3 separate regions of the Gossypium hirsutum genome follow, and all the other regions are linked to region 1. A link is a contact called in public Hi-C data. All regions are on one chromosome and are shown on one strand. Each heading gives the region's core, a stretch centred on a gene start, on an enhancer-like site or on the middle of the called end of the contact. The rest is flanking DNA. Distances are from core to core; before and after follow the strand shown.

Region 1 (2,542 bases), core at 27-2,526:
ATATAGAAAGTCATCTCCTAGAGTTTACAGTTTTACTCTTTACCAATAGAAAGTCATTTCTTCATTTTTCAAGGGTTGCCAGTAAAAACCAGTTGTTATCATCTTTAACTTACTCTCATATGCATGCTAACCTTACAGGTCCTCATACAGACCATCTTAGTTCCGCCCTATAGATGCTTAAACAAAGCAATTTAGTTTTATTCCCACATTATAGACAACCCCTCTTTCAATTTTCTTTTAATCAATTACTTCTACTCAATGCTTTTATTTTCCTTCTACTTTTTTTTCTTCCATTTTTTTGAAGTTTTCAATTAGCAAACAAGCTTAATTTCAATAGAACCTTAGTAAAACATATATAATTCCACACCAAAAGGAACTAATAAAGTAAGAACACTGAATTAGAATAATCCCATTAAGGGAAGTAAAAGCAACCTTTGAATTCTTAACAATATTTAGCATTATTTAAGAATTTAGCTCACTGGTTTTTATCATTTAATTAGATACTAGTAAAATTAGCACCTAAGCTACAGCATTACTAATTAATATTTCAAATAAAAAAGAAAAGAAAAGCGTAACAACTCAGTGTTATCTCGTTCAACTAGACAAACTCGACGATAATAGTATTACAACATAAAAAGGATAAAAAGGCAAGAAAAATTTGGGAGTAGAGAGTTAAGAATCAAAGATTACGCTTCCCCCTGATCTTTCCCTTACCACCGGCGCGGCGCTTCTTTTTGGCGATCTTCAATTTCTTTTTGGACATCTTTCCTATTCTACCAATAGCTCTCAAGGAGGCCTTGGTCTTGTTTTCATCACAGTCAGCCATCTCCACCTCTGTCCAATGGCAGAAAACGAATGAATTACATATATAAACAGAAGGGAAAAAGAAAATCTGAAATTGAATCATATGTATATATATACCCATGGAGTTCAGATTGGTTGTTGCGGAACTGGGTGCGGTAACTTGTTCTTCGAGCTGCATAGAACCAGAGGGTGGGGAAGAGGCGGGCAGCTTAGGGGCAGCCAGGGCAGCCTCTATGGCAACCATCTTAGCTTCATCTTTCTTCTGATAGAAAGGTTCCACTATTTCCCTCCTTATGGCTCTCAGCCTCTTCTCTCTCTTCGATCTCATCGACTTTGCCATTTTCTTTTAGGATTTTCCCTTGTTCTTCTTAAACGTTAAGAAGAAAATATTGCTAGGGTTTCTGTTTCTTTCTATTACTCCAGAGTCTAGGGTTTTTGGCATTTATTTGTACGAGTCTCGGTTCAGGTTTGTTTGGTTGTAGGGCTGCCTTTATCCTATCCCGATTACAAATACGGTTTCCGGAAACGCACCGTTTCATATATTATTTATCCAATCAAAAGAATAATAGAGTTCATGAATCCTGATGTAGGCCCTACTCTAAAATAATATGACCTGTTCCAATTATATAGTACAAAAGGTTCAATTTTTGTTATTAGACCCTATACTTTGTGTAAATTGTAGATTTAGTACATGTACTTTAATTTGATTAATTTTAGTCCTTACCTTTTTGAGTTTTGAAATTTTAATCCTAACCCGATGGTAACAGTTAAATCTGTTTGGTTAAATTATGTCATTAGTCTTGTTTTAGGTGTAAAGTTATAGATTTAGGCCCCGTTCTCCATTGCGTTTTAGAAGGACTTCTGCAATAAAAAGTCCTTTTCTCTTAAAAGGAATGAAGAATGGCCTCCATTTTCTCAAAAAATTCACCATCTAAAACGTCATTTTCTCCAAATGAAGAGCTAAAAATTTCACCATCGAAAAAGCTTGAAGTGCTTTTGGCTGATAATTGACCAAATTAACCTGTCTTCTCCCCCCCCCCCAAAAAAAAAACGTTCTTTCCTCTACTGTGAAAGCTTTATGCCCATTTTTTTCACATTTTCACTGTGAAAGCTCTTTCCTGTTCTTTATTTCTCTTCCGCAGGTGAGTTTGTTTTCTTCTTCTTCTCTTTAATTATTAATTATGCTTTGTTTTTAGTTGCTTTTTAGTTCCTCTTCCGCAGGTAAGTAACTCTTCCAACAGAAAAAAAAAAGAGGGAAAATTCTGGCTTTTGTGTCTCTTTTGCTTTACTGCTTTGTGCCTCTACTGCTGCTTTGCTCTGCCTCTTTTGCTTTGGGCCTCTTTTGCTTTACCGCTTTGTAACTCTTCCAAACTATTTTGGTTGATAAAAATAGAAGAAATATAGACTAAATCAAATTTCGTATCCAAATTCCATATCGTTGCTGAATTCTCTGTATCTTTTGTATTTAAAAGTTTTGATGATGTTCTTTTTAATTGTTTCTAGGGTTTAGCTTTACGATAAGAAACATTACTAATTACTCGAATTCAAGCTCTCCAATCTATTGTTGATATTTCGATACTGAAAATTAATTATATAAATGATCATAAAATCACATTCGACGGTTGGATTTTGCAATGAATCTCCAAATATTTAACAATTATTGTTATTTTTGAATGAATGAAACGTACTTTCTTTCTTATGCACGAAAAATTGTTGTATTTTTTTGATTTTTTTTAAA
Region 2 (2,542 bases), core at 26-2,525, 170 kb before region 1:
TCATTTGGGTTTTTTAAAAAAAAAACAATGCATTATATTTAATATATAATATAATTATAATTATTTTTTATTATTTTAATTAAAAATATTGAATATAAAGATTGAAGATAACAACAATAACTAATAAATGATAAAATTATCCTTTTATTTAATAAATAAGTGAATTTTTTAAATGAAACTTCAGGGTTTAAATACATTTTTCTTAATATTTTGAAGTTTAAAATTACTCCAAAACAACTACAAATAGCATTGTAAGGCATAATTGAACTAATATAAGAAGCGACTCATATATGGTGAGTCTTAAGTCTAAAAAAATTTAGAGACAAACATCACATGTTTTATGTAAAAGTTTTATGTAAAAGTGAGTTGAACTTAAGATATGTCGTAAGACTTTAGTCTTTATCAACTATACCAAAATCTCATTTATAATTCAACAAATATTTTAAAAAAATTCATTTATTTAATAAATATCAAATTTAAAGTATTAATGTTAAAGTTTCTCAAATTTATTACATGGAATCAATATTTAAATATGATGTAATTTATTAGATAGAACTAATTTGGAATGGATAGATTTAAGATATAATAAAAAAATAGATAAATATTAAAATTATACATGAATTTTAATTTAATGTGTAATGTTATAAATGAACTTTGATTTTGTGCAATTTTATACATGAAAATTTGATTTGATTCAATTTTCTCAAATTACTAACATCATCGAATTAGCACAATTTTACATTGATGTATTGTATACACAATTAGTTATATTAATCTGATATGAAAATAAATATATATTAATTAAAATGAGTAAAATTAAATCAAAAATAAAGTTTAATATACAAATAATTCAAATTACATGTGTATAATCGTAACAAATCAAAATTCATATATCAAATTATAAATTTAAGATTTACCCTTAAAAGAATTAAAATAAGTAAAAGAAAGCCGTATACTAACTTTAAATTTAGAAGTGTATAAACGGAACTCTCATCATATTACTTTCAATAATTATAGCACAAAAGATTTTCAATTAAAAGAGATGCGCAGTGGGGGATCCACGGTCCAACATTTTGACCGAAAACGGAAATGAAATCCCAAAGGTACCCTCAAAGCCTTATTTATGTCACTTTCCATTATATAGCGCGAACCCGTTTTGACTGCGTTCGGGCAACGGTCAGCACGTTCGGTCACCTCTTTTACTGCACGCTTCGCTCTCATTTCTCTAAGGAAAAAAAAAAGATAAAATAAAAATTATTTTTCCCTTTCTCTCTCAAAATCACTCCATCACTTGACTTACAAAGAGAAAGTTTTGAGAAACGCAAAAAGGAAAGTTCATTTCTTTTTTATTTTGTTTTTTAAAACTTGCTAAAAGAAAGGGTTTAAAAAAAGAGTAATTTTTGGCTTGGTTTTTTTCTGTTCTTTTTCTTTGTATATATGTTTTTGTTGGCTGCCTTTTTTGGGCGTGCTTTTGAATGGAGGGGAGTGGGATCAAAGGGAAGGATTTGATTGAGGAGATTTTTGGGCGGTAATGGTGGGATTTGAGAGCTAGGGTTTTTGGTTTTTTGGTTTTTTGCTGTAATGTTGTGCTGTTGGGGTTTCTGTATTGTTTGGATCTAAGGATATTTAGATTGAGAGCTTAAAAAAATTTAAATTAAAAAGTTGCAGCTTTTAGTTTCCCCTTTCTTTTGTCAAATGGAAGGAAGCAAAAAGGTTAAATCTTTGGTTTTGGTTTGTTTGATCTCGGTGCTACTGCATCCATTCTGGCTTATTTCTGCTAATGTGGAAGGTGAACATGTCTTACTTTTTTTTTCTCTACCGGCAACTCCTTTTTGTTATTTGCATTCAATTATTTTTGGAGTTTGATCCCTGATATTTGTAACTTCGCTGAATGGGGCTTTTGATATTTCTTCTTATAATTTGGTTTTGAGTTTGAAAATGTGTGTGCTTTATACTTGTTTTCCTGATGGTTGGAAGTTTCATTTTTTGTGTGTTCTGCTTTTGGGAGATTACTTTAGAAGTGTTTAATTTGATTGTACGGATTCTGATCCTTGTTGTCAATCAAATGTTAGTATTATGCAATATGGTTGTACAATTTGTGACTTTTGTTATATTGGGTATCTTAGAACATGTCTCAGAAAAATGCTTTTTCTAGAATGGCTTTGTAATAATTTCAGATTGTGACATTTTATTGTTCACAGTAGTTGCGTACTTTAGACATTAAATGTTGGTGATACTGTAGAAGTCATGGCTTCATCGCACAATTGAAATTGTTTTTCACATCCCTTGCTGGTTTGATAGCAGATCTATTATGCTCATGAGGTCATTAAACTCGCGCTGTTTAATATTAAAGAATTTTGTATTGCTTCTTTTTTGTTGGTTAACTACTGGTTCAATGTATGTTATATTTACATTTGACTTCCAGAACTGCAAAATTTAGAAGATTTTGTTGCTGTAACTGTTGAAGTATGATAGTACTGTTTCAAACTGTTTAAGCTTCTTCAAGTAACTGCTTTCTGCTTGTTGATAGACGTTCTAATGC
Region 3 (2,542 bases), core at 17-2,516, 170 kb after region 1:
AAACTTTATTTTGATATTTTAATTTTAATTTTTATCATGCACACTTTATTACGTATATCAATTGTGTATCTATGTTAATGTATTTCGTTGAGTTGGTGTAACAAGTTAACTCGACACTCAAGATTGATGACAACACCATAATGAACAATTTTAATCTAATTTATTTTCATTTTAACATCGCACATATTTAATGTGTTATTATTAAGGGTAAATTACCAAAATAGTTACTTTTGTTTGCCTCATGTTACATTTTAGTTACTTTTGTTTGAAATGTTACGTTTTAGTCACTTACGTTATTGCATTGTAACATTTTAGTCACAGAGCCGTTAACGGTGTAACAGTAAGCTAACGTGACACGTTAAATCATCATTTCAAACAAAAATTTTAGGTTAAATTCTACAATTGGTTCATATATATATATTTCATTTTGAGCAATTTAATTTTTTTTATGTTCTTTTAACTTTCCTTTTTTTTTCATTCTCTTCTACTTCTCCCTCTGTTTTCCTCCCTTCCTCATTTCTTTTAACGTAGTTTTTCTATATTTTTCATTTGTTAAAACTAGTCCACAATCTCACCTCACTCGAAAAAATTAAATTGTTCAAAAAAAATAAAAGTATAGATTCTAATTTTAATAAATGAAAAACATAAAAAAATTATGTTAAAAGAATTAGGTAATGAAGGGAAATAGAGGGAAAAGCAGAAGGGAATGGAAAAAAAGTTAAAAGAATATAATAGAAAAAAATTACTCAAAACCAAAAAATATGAGATCGATTGTATAAATTAACCTAAAAATTTTGTTTGAACTGATGTTTTAACATGCCACGTCAGTTTATCGTTATACTATTACTGAAAATTAATGGTTCAGTGACTAAAATGTTATAATGCGATAACGTAAGTGACTAAAATATAATATTTTAAAACTAAAATGTAACATAAAATAAACAAAAGTGACTATTATAATAGTTTACCTTATTATTAATTAGTTTCAACTCATATATTTTATTATTATATACTAATTTTAAATATTTATTTATATTCTAAATTTGTACTTTCTATATGTATATGGTGTGCTTTAGGAATAAAGTACACTAATTAGATCCTACCCGATGTTAAGATATGGAAAAAATTAAATTTTTTATTTTCTGGCAGGAGGCAGGTACGCATCCCTTGGAAATGGATAAAATATTAAAGGACGAAAAAAAAGGACGGTGCCTGTACGCTTGCTCCTCTTTCCTTTTTCACATAATTTTCTAACCTCAGCATTTATTATTCTGTCACATTTTCTTTTTCCTATTTTGTCCATCGCATACCATTTCTATTTCTCTAACTCTTTCATATTTTCATGAAAAAGAACCGAAAAAAAGTTTAAACAGAAACAGTTACACCGAAAAAGGAGTAAATGGCTCCACTACTTCTTCCTTCCTCTCCAATCCACTCCTTTCCCGCCACTCCAAAACTTAGCTTCCGTTCAAAACCACGCCCCATCATACGCGCCGCTGCGGGACTTGAAGTTGATTCTTTCACGAAGAAGTCAGGTTACCTTTTCCAGCTCAGTGCCTTTGAGGCTGAGTCCTTACTCGATTACAGCCCTTCACGAATCGCCGCTATTTATAGAAGAAAACCCCTGATTTTGTTGCGTCGGCTTATTCAAGTCGGTACTACTTTTGGAAAATGGTTCGGAGTTCGATATATTGATAATCTTATGGAACGATCCGATCAAATGTTCAAGGTTTAACTTTAATTACTCCTTACGTTTAAAGTAGACTCACTTTCTGAGAAAATTGATGCTGACGTCGAATTTGTTTGACTCCGTTTTCTAAATTTTTACGCCATTAGAATTATGTGTTGTTACTCCCAAAAGTTAAAAATTCAATTTTTTATTATTCCAAAATTTTAATTTCAGCCGAAGGAAGCCTTACATATTTTGAAGTTTTCTTGAAATTTTGATTTTTACTGTTTCTGATTTGCAGGTTAGAGCTGCCGAGCTTCGAAAAATTCTGGTGGAACTTGGGCCGGTATATTATTTCAGTATTGTGCATAAGATTCAGTTATAAAGCGTTTGTCTTGCATGTTAAGCTCGGGGAGATTTAAATTTCTGTTAGTTCATCTATTAACTGATTCCCTTTATAATCAAACCGACCATCATTTGGCTGATATCTTTACATTTTCACCTGTCCCCTATTTAAATTTTACTGTTAAGTTATGATTTTTTTCTACTGAACATTGCGCTTTTTTGTAGCTTTGTTTTTCTCAAAATTCCAGTTCATCGGTACTTAAAAAAGTTAAATGGTACAGAAAATTCAGTCAATGTTTAAAATATTTGTGGAAAATAGTGGAAAAAGGTTCACAATGTTTTAGAGAATGCAAAGTGCAGCTGAACAAATGATTCGATCATCATAGAGATAAAGGGAAAAAGGGAGCAGGGGCAGCAGGAAGTAAAAGCTTGTTCACTTTAAATGTCACCTGAAAATTCTAGAAAATCATGATATAGATATTAATGTGATGTTTACTTTATCATTCATGTTTTAGCCACTAGAGCGGT

The links. Hi-C and Micro-C count contacts between places; a contact is called where the count stands out from the background.
Region 2: a contact with region 1 is called in a Hi-C map of leaf, with 2.0 times the contacts expected there. The contact joins the promoter of LOC107889821 here to the promoter of LOC107889813 in region 1. A contact is called at or near these places in 15 of 34 Hi-C or Micro-C datasets (anther, callus, hypocotyl and 2 more).
Region 3: a Hi-C map of leaf shows a contact between it and region 1, with 2.0 times the contacts expected there. The contact joins the promoter of LOC107889745 here to the promoter of LOC107889813 in region 1. A contact is called at or near these places in 6 of 34 Hi-C or Micro-C datasets (hypocotyl, leaf and seedling).

Annotation. Positions count from the first base shown.
Region 1 is chrD06:30,187,970-30,190,511 of Gossypium_hirsutum_v2.1, forward strand. LOC107889813 reads right to left here and starts at 1,277. Exons shown (of 2, transcript XM_016814372.2): 1 at 922-1,277; 2 at 526-834. The coding sequence starts at 1,144. The coding sequence ends at 680. LOC107889803 reads left to right here and starts at 1,705. Exons shown (of 3, transcript XM_041095469.1): 1 at 1,705-1,946.
Region 2 is chrD06:30,021,444-30,023,985 of Gossypium_hirsutum_v2.1, forward strand. LOC107889821 (somatic embryogenesis receptor kinase 1) reads left to right here and starts at 1,276. Exons shown (of 11, transcript NM_001326767.2): 1 at 1,276-1,789. The coding sequence starts at 1,696.
Region 3 is chrD06:30,353,497-30,356,038 of Gossypium_hirsutum_v2.1, forward strand. LOC107889745 reads left to right here and starts at 1,267. Exons shown (of 20, transcript XM_016814338.2): 1 at 1,267-1,729; 2 at 1,971-2,015. The coding sequence starts at 1,400.